Regions from separate parts of the Pan troglodytes genome. Here region 2 is linked to region 1. The links are chromatin contacts, called in public HiChIP or PLAC-seq maps. All regions are on one chromosome and are shown on one strand. The core of a region is the stretch at or near the end of the contact, and the rest is flanking DNA. Distances in the headings are between cores, read along the strand shown. Region 1 holds the start of SREBF2 (sterol regulatory element binding transcription factor 2). Region 2 holds the start of SMIM45 (small integral membrane protein 45).

Region 1 (4,990 bases), core at 2,316-4,815:
CCTCCAAGGCCCAGGTCAAGAGCCACCTCTTTGGTGTGGTCTTCCTGCTAAGCCAGCCTTTACCAAGCTACCCTCACTGCTGACTTTTACTTGTTGTGCTGTGCAATTTTAAGCTGTTCCATACTGGCACTAGAGTTTCTCATCTCAAGCTCCATGAAGCCATAAAATTCTATGCTATCTTTCATGATTCCTTACAGCTCAGAAACCACAGCCAGCACTTGAATACTTGTTGATCAACTGAAGACATGGAACCACTTTTCCCAAACCTGGCCCCTAGGTCTCCTGTGACACAACAGCCACACCTCTTCCTTGTGCGGAATATAACTATTTTGAGAAAAAGCCTTATGCACTGTTATAAACCAGGTCTTCTGGAAGGACAGAGAAGTGGAATCTTCTTCCACTGGGATCAAACCTAATGGACCTATGAAGCCACTGAACCACTGTGGTAGTTTCCAGAGGGTGGTAGTTTCCATTTTATTCAGAAATCTGTGGGGATAAAGACAGTATTAACCACTAGGTAATTTAAACTCATTACAAATTAAGACAGGGTTGGGTACAGTGGCTCATGCCAGTAATCCCAGCACTTTGGGAGGCCAAGACAGGAGGACTGCATGTGCCTGGAAGTTTAAGACTAGCCTGGGCAACACAGTGAGACTGGCTCTACCATATATTTATAAATTAGCTAGGTGTGGTGGCACATGCCTTAGTCCTAACTACTCGGGAAGCTGAGCTGGGAGGATTGCTTAAGCCCAAGAGTTCAAGGCTGCAGTGAGCTATGATTGTGCCACTGCACTCCAGCCTGGGCAACAGCCAGACACTGTCTCTAAAAAAAATTAGGTGGCTCGGCCAGGCACGGTGGCTCGGCCAGGTACAGTGGCTCATGCCTGTAATCTCAGCACTTTAGGAGGCCAAGGTGGGCGGATCACCTGAGGTTGGGAGTTGGAGACCAGCCCGACCAACATGGAGAAACCCTGTCTCTACTAAAAATACAAAATTAGCTGGGCGTGGTGGCGCATGCCTGTAATCCCAGCTACTCGGGAGGCTGAGACAGGAGAATCGCCTGAACTCGGGAGGTGGAGGTTGCGGTGAGCCGAGATCGCGCCATTGCACTCCAGCCTGGGCAACAATAGCGAAACTCCGTCTCAAAAAAAAAAAAAAAAATTTAGGTGGCTCACACCTGTAATCCTAGCACTTTGGGAGGCCGAGGCAGGAGGATCGTTTGAGCCTAAGAGTTTGTGCCTGGCAACATAGTGAGACGTCATCTCTACGAAATTCAAAAAATTTGCTGGGTGTGGTGGCATGCGTCTGTGGTCCCAGCCTCCCGGCTGAGGTGGGAGGATTGCTTGAGCCCAGAAGGTCAAGGCTGCAGTGAGCTGTGATTGTGCCACTGCATTCCAGCCTGGGTGACAGAATGAGACCCTGTCTCAAAAAATAACTAAATAAATAAAAATTTAAATTTAAAAATCAGATAAACAAAATAAGACAAATAGGAATTGATCATGGAATAGGAATGCAAAATGCACATGAATTTCTTTCTGTGCCCTTGCAGGTAGGCAGCTATAGATATACAGTACTTTCTACTGGCTGTGTAATCTTCAGTAAATTAATGAACCGCCCTGGGCCTCACTTTCAGGATCTGTGAGAGGGAGATGACAAGTATAACAGTTCTCTCTACCTGACAGGGTTGTTAGGAAGATTGAGAACATTAACGTGTATAACTGTTTAACACCGTCTGGCACAGAAGTTCTCAAAACATGTTAGCTGCCCTTGCTATGTTCCCAACCCCCACCTACCCCATCCCCCATTTGTTAACCCATTTCTGTATTTAGAAGCACTTAGCAAAGAGTCTGTGGTTAGAACTGGGGCTTCAATTAAGGGTCTTATCACACTGCCCACATGATCAAAATGGAAATCAAGGACAAACCAAGGGGAGAAATATTACAAAAGCAAAATGGGAAAATGGCAAACAGATCCTTTTCAATTAGCTGCTGCATTTATCTCTTCCCCCAAAAGAGAATCTTCTGCTGCTTCTGTTTCTTCATCTGCACAACGGGGATGTAGCCATCATACATGCCTGCAAGGCTGTAGTGAGATCCTGGACAGGAAAGCATTCTGAAAACTGAAAAGTACAATGCACCTGTGTTTCTGCCTAAGCTCTCTAAGGTGAGTGGCCTTAGATAAGTCAACATCTCCTGGCCTCGGCTTCTTTAATTACCGTATTAAAATAGAGGTAATAAGAGTATCTCACAGGATTGTTGTGAGGAAGAAGTGAAATAATACAAAGCATTTTGGGGCCTAAACATAAGAGTGCAACTATCCAGTTAATAAGATTACTAGCCTAGTCAACTGGACTCTTTCTTGAAAGGAGGGGTATAAAAAAACCAATACTGGCCGAGGAACTGCAAGAACTAGGCTCTAACCAGCTGGGTGACCTTGAGCAAGCCGCTGACCCTCTCCAAATCGTGGTTCCCGTGGTCGCAAAATTAGTATTTTAAGAGTGGATCCCTGGGCTCCTACCAGCTCTTCCATTCCGCTGTTAAGGCGCTGGAACAAAGGCCACCCGCTCCCCAGCCCGTACCCGAGGGGCCACAACTCAAAATTCCTTCTGCTCAATTCCCCTTGCAGCATGACAGCAGGAGCGCCCGGGTCTCCATCCCGGAGAGATGTGTCCACACTCCGCCGCCACTGCTCTCTTCATCAGCAACTTGCTCCTGCAGTCGCTGCCCAAAGTTTCGCGGAGCACCCGGCGACCTGGCCGTCGGTCAATCCTGAGAAGCCCAGGGATTCGGGGCGCGGAGACTGGGGGCTGGGCCCCGGGAATCCCAAAGACGCCCCCGCGGCCAGGAAGGGAGTGACAGGTGCGACGCGCGGTCGCGGGCGGCGGGAGAGCGGACCACGGAAACCGCGTGTGGGCGCGCGAGGGAGGCGGCGGCCACGCGCTCTCCTTAGGCCGCTCCCTGAGACGCCCCCGCGACGTCCCTGGCCCCGCGCTCTGGAACCCGCGACCCTCGCGCCGCTTTCGGCCCCGCGGCGCCCCAGATCCCACGGCCTCCCGGAGCGGCGCAGCTGGGTCGGGCTCACGCTCGCAGCGCCGGAAGGGTTGAGGACCGCCGGGGGCACCGTGCGCACGGGGTTCTTCCCGCGCGAGCCGGGGCTGTCGGGGGGTGGGCGCACGCGCACCCGGGCGCGCCGCCGTAACCCCTTCCTCCCCGCGCGGCCCCCGCACTCCCACCCACCCACCACTCACCGTCGATGTCTCCCAGGGTCAGCTCGTCGCCCAGCTCCGTGAGGGTCTCCATGGTCTCCAGACCGCCCAGCTCGCCGCTCTCGTCCATCGCCCGGCTCAGCGCAGAAGCCCCCCTGCCGTCCCGCTCAGGGAGACGCGGGGGCGGTGCCGTCGCCACCGCCCATGACACCCGACAACCCCCGCCCGGCACCGCCTCACCGACGGGTGCCACCCGCCGCCATGTTTGCGTTGCGCCCGGGCGCCGCACCGAAAGGGCGGGGCGGGATTCCCCCGCCCCAGCCCGCGCCCCCTGCGGCCCCGCCTCCAGGCCGCGCGCCCCCCTGTTTGTTGTCAATGGGACCAGGCTCATCTCAGCCAATGGGCGAGCGAAGCGGTGCGTGGGGTGATGGCGCGTCATCGATCAGCAGCTCAGATTTGCATAGTGAGGTCCCTCCCCCCGCGGCCTCGGAGCGAATGCCTGGAGTAGCCGTCCGGTCATCATCTTAACCTTCTCCGCCTTGTTTAAAGGAGCCGCTGCCTTCTCCGTTGGATCTGCGCCACACGCAAGTCCGTCCACTGGCCTGGGAGTGAAGGGTTAACAGGCCACCCTCCACCTGCGACCGCTGGCCGCCTCCAGCCCTGGCTGGGAGCACATTACGTCATCTTCCCAGCTGCCTACCCCCGCCCTGCCCGCCTGAGAAAGCCAGCGGAGTCAAACCTGGACCCCAGCGCTCGGGACGGGAGTCCGGGTCATCCAAGTCCCGCTTCTCCCAGCCTCCTTACAAAGGCGGGCACGGAGGCTTGACAAGGTTGCAGATTGTCCCAGGGCGGTCAGGATTTTACGTCTTCTGCTTTGCACCCGCCGTGACCTCGCGCTTACTCCAGTGGTCCTCAATCTCTGGCACCTCGGAACCACTGAGGACCTGAAAACCACGCCAGTGCCCAGGCCCACCGACGGCCTCCTGAGAGGGGGGCCCCGGGCACGAGTTTTTTGAAAAAGTTCCACCGGGATTCTGAAGTGCAGCCCACCCACTCCTTCAAGCACCTCACTGCCCCATCTTGCAGCTGGTCGTGTTGTAAACTTCTAGGAATTTATCCAAAGGAATAAAAATTACAAGTGCTTAAAGAAGTGCTGTAACTAGGAAGAAGTGAGAATAAGGAAATGAATATGTAAATTACATCCACACGATGGAATACCATGGGATCATTAAAAATTACGCACACAAATGTATATTTATTAGCAAGAAAAGGCGTTCACAATATATTGATAAAAGGGAAAAGTAAGTTTCCTGCCAGTTTGTGAGAGGCAGCTGTTGCTTAGTGATCAATAATTAAGAACACACAGGCTGTGTGGAGGCAGACACATGGATCCACTAATTCACTGTGACCTTGGGTTAATTGTTCTAAGCCTCAGTTTAGTCATCTCTAAAATGGGGATAAAATAGCATCCCTCATAGCTGTGGTTAAGTGAGATTATTTGCACATTCAATTGACAATATTTATTGAACATCTCTGTGGCAGGGAAACAAATGGTTCCTGCCCTCTGAGAGCTTCCAGTCTAGCAAAAAAAAAAAAAATCAGAAATCCCACACCCGTATTAAACATAAAAATAAATTACAGATGATGGTACAAGTGATCAAGGAAAGGTAATGGATGTGATGAAACTAACAAGGGCCCTGACTTGTGCTGTCAAGAAGCCTCTGAAGAAGTGACATTTAAGATGAAACCTAAAATTATGAGAGAACTGCAGCTGTTACAGCCAAA
Region 2 (4,614 bases), core at 430-2,929, 120 kb before region 1:
CACTCCAGCCTGGGCAACAGAGCGAGACTCCATCTCAAAAAAAAAAAAAAAAAAACAGATCACAGATCACAGATCATCTCCTCCAGGGATAGGATGATGCAGGGCCTATTGAACCCACCCCCAACCTTCCCTAGTTATAAGAAAGGTGTGACTTGAGGAGCCCACCTCTGCCTGCCCGGCAGGTAGAGCACTGTTTTGACTTCCTCCACAAACCTCACAACAGGCCTATGGGGCAAGTGTCACTATCCACATTTTACAGATGAAGAAACTGAGGTCCAGACAGGCTCACTAACTTGCCTTGGCTTACCCAACTGGAAAGTGGCAGAGCTAGACGCCAAACCCCAGCGATGCCCTGAGGCTTGCGTCCTCCAGGGGAGGGAAAGGCACCTGAGCAGGATGAAATGAGCAGATGCCCACCTTGCTTCTGGGGAGGGAAGCAGGGGGATGGATGGAAAGAACTCCAGGTAGGTCAGAGAGAAGCCCTCACTCTTTTGACCTCCGTCTCCAGACTCCAGCTCCTCTTGTCTCTCTACTCCCAGGTGGGCCTGTTAGGGGAGCTGTGGCCCCAGGGGAGGGAAAGATGCTGTTTCCTGGTCCTGCATCCATCCGGAGCCCCTCTCCTACCCCAAAGGTCCTCACTGGCTGTTCTGAGGCACCGACATTGTCTTAAAGTGCCCTATTTGTGAAGGAATAAAATGAAGAGTGCACTGATTATCCAAAGTGACTAGTGCAGCCAGGGCAGGGGAGCGTGTAGGACCCAGCACCTTTTAACCAGCTGCCTTTCTGGGGAGCTGGAGAGAGTGCAGGATTGTCTGGTGCTGCCAGGGTTGGTGAACGTAGGGAAGGAGCACCTCAGGCAGGGAGGCTGCTCCCTGTGTGACTTAACTGTGTCCAAGGTGACTCATGCCCCCTATCCAGGCCCAGCCAGGCCCCCAGTTTCCTTCCAGCTTAAACATGCGAATGGAGGGCTGGGGCAGAACAGAAGCCATTTCAGCTGCAATGCTGGGGGATGTGGAATAGAGATCAAGGTCCCCCAACCTCTCCAGCCCTGTGCACAAAATCCCAGGCATTCTGAGGCTGACTGAGGACCCCGTGGTCTCTTCCTGATTTCTCAGGGAACTGACCTAGGTGGAAAAGCAACACACTCACTGGCCTCCTGTGTTATCTTGGCCCCTTCTTCACCCTCTCTGGGCCTCAGGGTCCCCTGTGCACAGTGACAGGGTGGGGATGGGGTTACCAGATGATCTATATGGAATTTTCCAGCCTCATTTAAGCCAATGTGCTGCCTGAGACAGTGTGAGTTTGCAGAGCCCCTCTCCCTACCTCCCAAGCCATTGGCACCACTCGGTGCCCTCCGTGTGCCCAAAGACCCACCTCACGCCCTGCAGATGCCAGTTCCGGGGGCTCTGTGCTGAGCACACCGCCTCAGCCTGAGCAGCTCAGCGTCGGCCCGTGGACTCATTCGCAGCTGCTGTCCCCAGAGACACTGCCATCTGCGGCCGCCCTGGGTGCTGGAGGCAGAGATAGGGCAGGGCCAATGCAACCCACGGGAGACGAGCTTCTCACACCCGGGGGCTCTGAGTGGGCCAGGAGGGGGCAGTCCTGGACTGACTCAGCACCCTGGTATCTCTCCCTGCCCATCAGAGACCCTTCCCCCTAGCCCCCACTCTCAGGATGGCAGGAGGTGGGACCTGTCTCAGCCAATCAGCAGCCTGGCAGAGCAAGGGCTTTATCTTCCGTTGCCCTGGCAACCAGCCTTCTCTTCTGGATCCCTGGTACTGTGCACGTGGTACAGCAGATGACAGAGCGGCAGGATTGGGGGAGTGCGGGGAGGGCGAATCACCCAGCAGGCTGCAGGACCCCAAGCCTGGTGGGCCTAGAGAGGAGAGGACCGTGGCTGATAACTCTAAGGGTCTGATGGTCTGCCATTTGGGGAGCAGGGAGATACTGGGGTAACTGGCAAGCGGGTGGGGACAGAGAATCAGTGACCAGTAGAGCTCAAGGGGGTCATATGTTATACAAGGAAAAACCAAGACTGAGTCTGAGAGTTCAGACACATTGGCTCAATGTAACATTTCCTATGCACCAGACACTGTTTTCAACGCTTTGATTATATTAACTCAATTAATTCTTATTCATGGTCACACAGCAAGAAAGTAGCAGTGCCAGGGTCAGAGCCCTAGCCTGGCTTTCAGGACCCTTGCAAATGGCTCCCCCTCCCCATTCTGCCTCATCTACCCCACAGCACCCCTGGCTGGTGTACAGCCAGCACAGGCATTGAGCACTCCCATCTTCCAGCTGGCCCCAACATCACTTCCTGCAGTCCTCCCAGCTGGATTGGTGTTGAGACCCCATTTTGGGATGAGGCAGAGAGGTGATGCTGCTGGCCTTCTCCTTCTCCCAGAGCCCTCAGCTTCTCAGTGACTGAGCTGGAATTCAAAGCCAAGAGCTGACGTTGGGGGTGGGGTCCACCTTCCCAAGCATGGATCCTCCCCCTCCCCCTATGCCATAGACAAGGTATCTGCCACGTGTTGAGGGCTATTGTCTCAGGAGGGAGAGAGCAGCCCCCTAGGGCCCACAGGGCGTGGCTGGGAAGAGGCTTCCAGGAACCACCTCCCTAGGGAATCCGTTCCCAGAAACCTGGGGATGGGCAGGGGGAAAGCCTCTGGGTGAGGTGGCTTCAGGACCTAGGTCCCCCACCACAGACACCTCTGCGCCATCTAGGGGCTCTTCAGGTATGACGGGTCCTTTCCAGCATATGTGGGACTGGGGGGTGACTGTGAGTTCACAGAGGGTTTGTTTTTTTTGAGACGGAGTCTCGCTGTGTTCGCCAGGCTGGAGTGCAGTGGCACAGTCTCGGCTCACTGCAACCTCTACCTCCCGGGTTCAAGCGATTCCCCTGCCTCAGCCTTCCGAGGAGCTGGGACTACAGGTGGGCACCACCATGCCTGGCTAATTTTTTGTATTTTAGTAGAGGCGGGTTTACCATATTGGCCAGAATGGTCTCGATCTACTGACCTCATGATCTGCCCACCTCGGCCTCCCAAAGTGCTGGGATTACAGGCGTGAGCCACTGCGCCTGGCCTTTTGCTTTGTTTTTTAAGACAAGGTCTTGCTCTTTCACTCAGGCTGGAGCACAGTGGTGTGATCATGGCTCACTGCAACCTCTGCCTCCTGGGCTCAGGTGATCCTCCCACCTCAGCCTCCCGAGTAGCTTGGACCACAAATGCATGCCACTATGCCCAGCTGATTTTTGTACTTTTTGTAGAGACAAGATTTTGCCATATTGCCCAAGCCGGTCTTGAACTTCTGGCCTCAAGCTATCCTCCTGCCTCAGCCTCCCAAAGTACTGGGATTACAGGCGTGAGCCACCACCTGGCCAAAGTGCTTTTTAACATTTTGGGGTGGGAGAGCAGAGGAGTTGGGGGAAGAATCACAAAGGGGCAGGAGTAAACTTTTTGGGGTGAAGGTATGTTCAGGCTCTTAATGGTGATGGTGGCTTCTTAAGTATATACATATGTCAAACTTATCAAATTGTACCCTTGAAATAAGTGTAGTTGATTATACGTGTCCCTTATGCCTCAATAAATCTGTAAAGTATGTGATCCATGGCCTGTCGGCATTGTTTTAGCCACTGATTCCTTATTCATACAAAAGCTTATGGGAAGCTCAATACATAACAGAGATAAAGTGGAGGTTGCTTCGGTTCAATGGTTGGGTGGGGGTGGGGGTTCTGGACCCCACCCACTCGGAATCCCCCCTGTCTCTCACAGGACCCCAAGTCATCTCCCCAGGGCTCCACAGAAGCCGATTTGAAAAATGCTGGCCCAGAGGACTCTGATGACCCTGCCAGCTTGGGTGTTCAGGATGTAAGAACCTCCAGGCCTCTATCTGGCCTCCTCCCCATCCCTACCCTTCATCATGTATGGATCTTAAACACAACTACTTTCTGTTCAGCCAATGATCACCGCCCCGGTGAAGTGGAGTGCAGGCTCCCCAGGGACACAGAGCAGCTTCCCCTGGGTTCCTGCTGCTCCTGGCTGCTCCCCGATGGCCTCCCCAACTGCAGTGCCCTGTCTCTTGTTACAAGTGGTAACTCCCTGAAGCAGTTTGGCCCCTCTGGGACCAGGGTCCTCAGGGCAGGCACTCAGCACATGCTGACCCAATGGGTCTCAGCCCGGCCCCTCCTGGAAAGTCCCCACCAGAGTCCAAAGTCTTTTCCCAGCCCACCACTCTCTAAGGGCCTCAGTCTCCGGGAGCTCAATCACCTCCGTGGCGTGATCACCTCCTCCCCTGTTCTTCTTACTCCATCTGCCACAGCCACTGGCCTCCTTGCTACGCCTCGGAAGTGCCAGGAGTGCTTCCCACTCAGGGCCTTTCCACTTGCACTGCCTTCTGCCTGAGGCCTCTTCTTCATCATACTTAAGGGGCCCCTCTCTCACTGAATTCAAGCATCTGCTCAAATGTCACCTTAGGGAGGCCTCCCTGCTCTAAAGTAGCCTCCTCCCATCCATCTCTTCTGCCAGAGAGCTTTAGTTTATCTTTCTTTTTTTTTTTTGAGATGGAGTCTCACATGTCGCCCAGGCTGGAGTGCAGTGGTGCGATCTCAGCTCA

Evidence for each region. HiChIP or PLAC-seq counts read pairs in DNA pulled down with a chosen protein or histone mark.
Region 2: a contact with region 1 is called in an H3K4me3 HiChIP or PLAC-seq map of stem cell-derived excitatory neurons, with 2.7 times the contacts expected there. The contact joins the promoter of SMIM45 here to the promoter of SREBF2 in region 1. A contact is called at or near these places in 1 of 7 Hi-C or Micro-C datasets (stem cell-derived neural progenitor cells) and 1 of 1 datasets of contacts at active chromatin or transcription factors (stem cell-derived excitatory neurons).

The regions. Positions count from the first base shown.
Region 1 is chr23:43,824,722-43,829,711 of NHGRI_mPanTro3-v2.0_pri, reverse strand. SREBF2 (sterol regulatory element binding transcription factor 2) reads right to left here and starts at 3,565. Exons shown (of 20, transcript XR_010156033.1): 1 at 3,248-3,565. It overlaps CCDC134 (coiled-coil domain containing 134), which reads right to left. Exons shown (of 7, transcript XM_016939293.4): 7 at 4,441-4,990.
Region 2 is chr23:43,942,100-43,946,713 of NHGRI_mPanTro3-v2.0_pri, reverse strand. It overlaps SMIM45 (small integral membrane protein 45), which reads right to left and starts at 1,679. Exons shown (of 2, transcript XM_054675571.2): 1 at 1,375-1,679.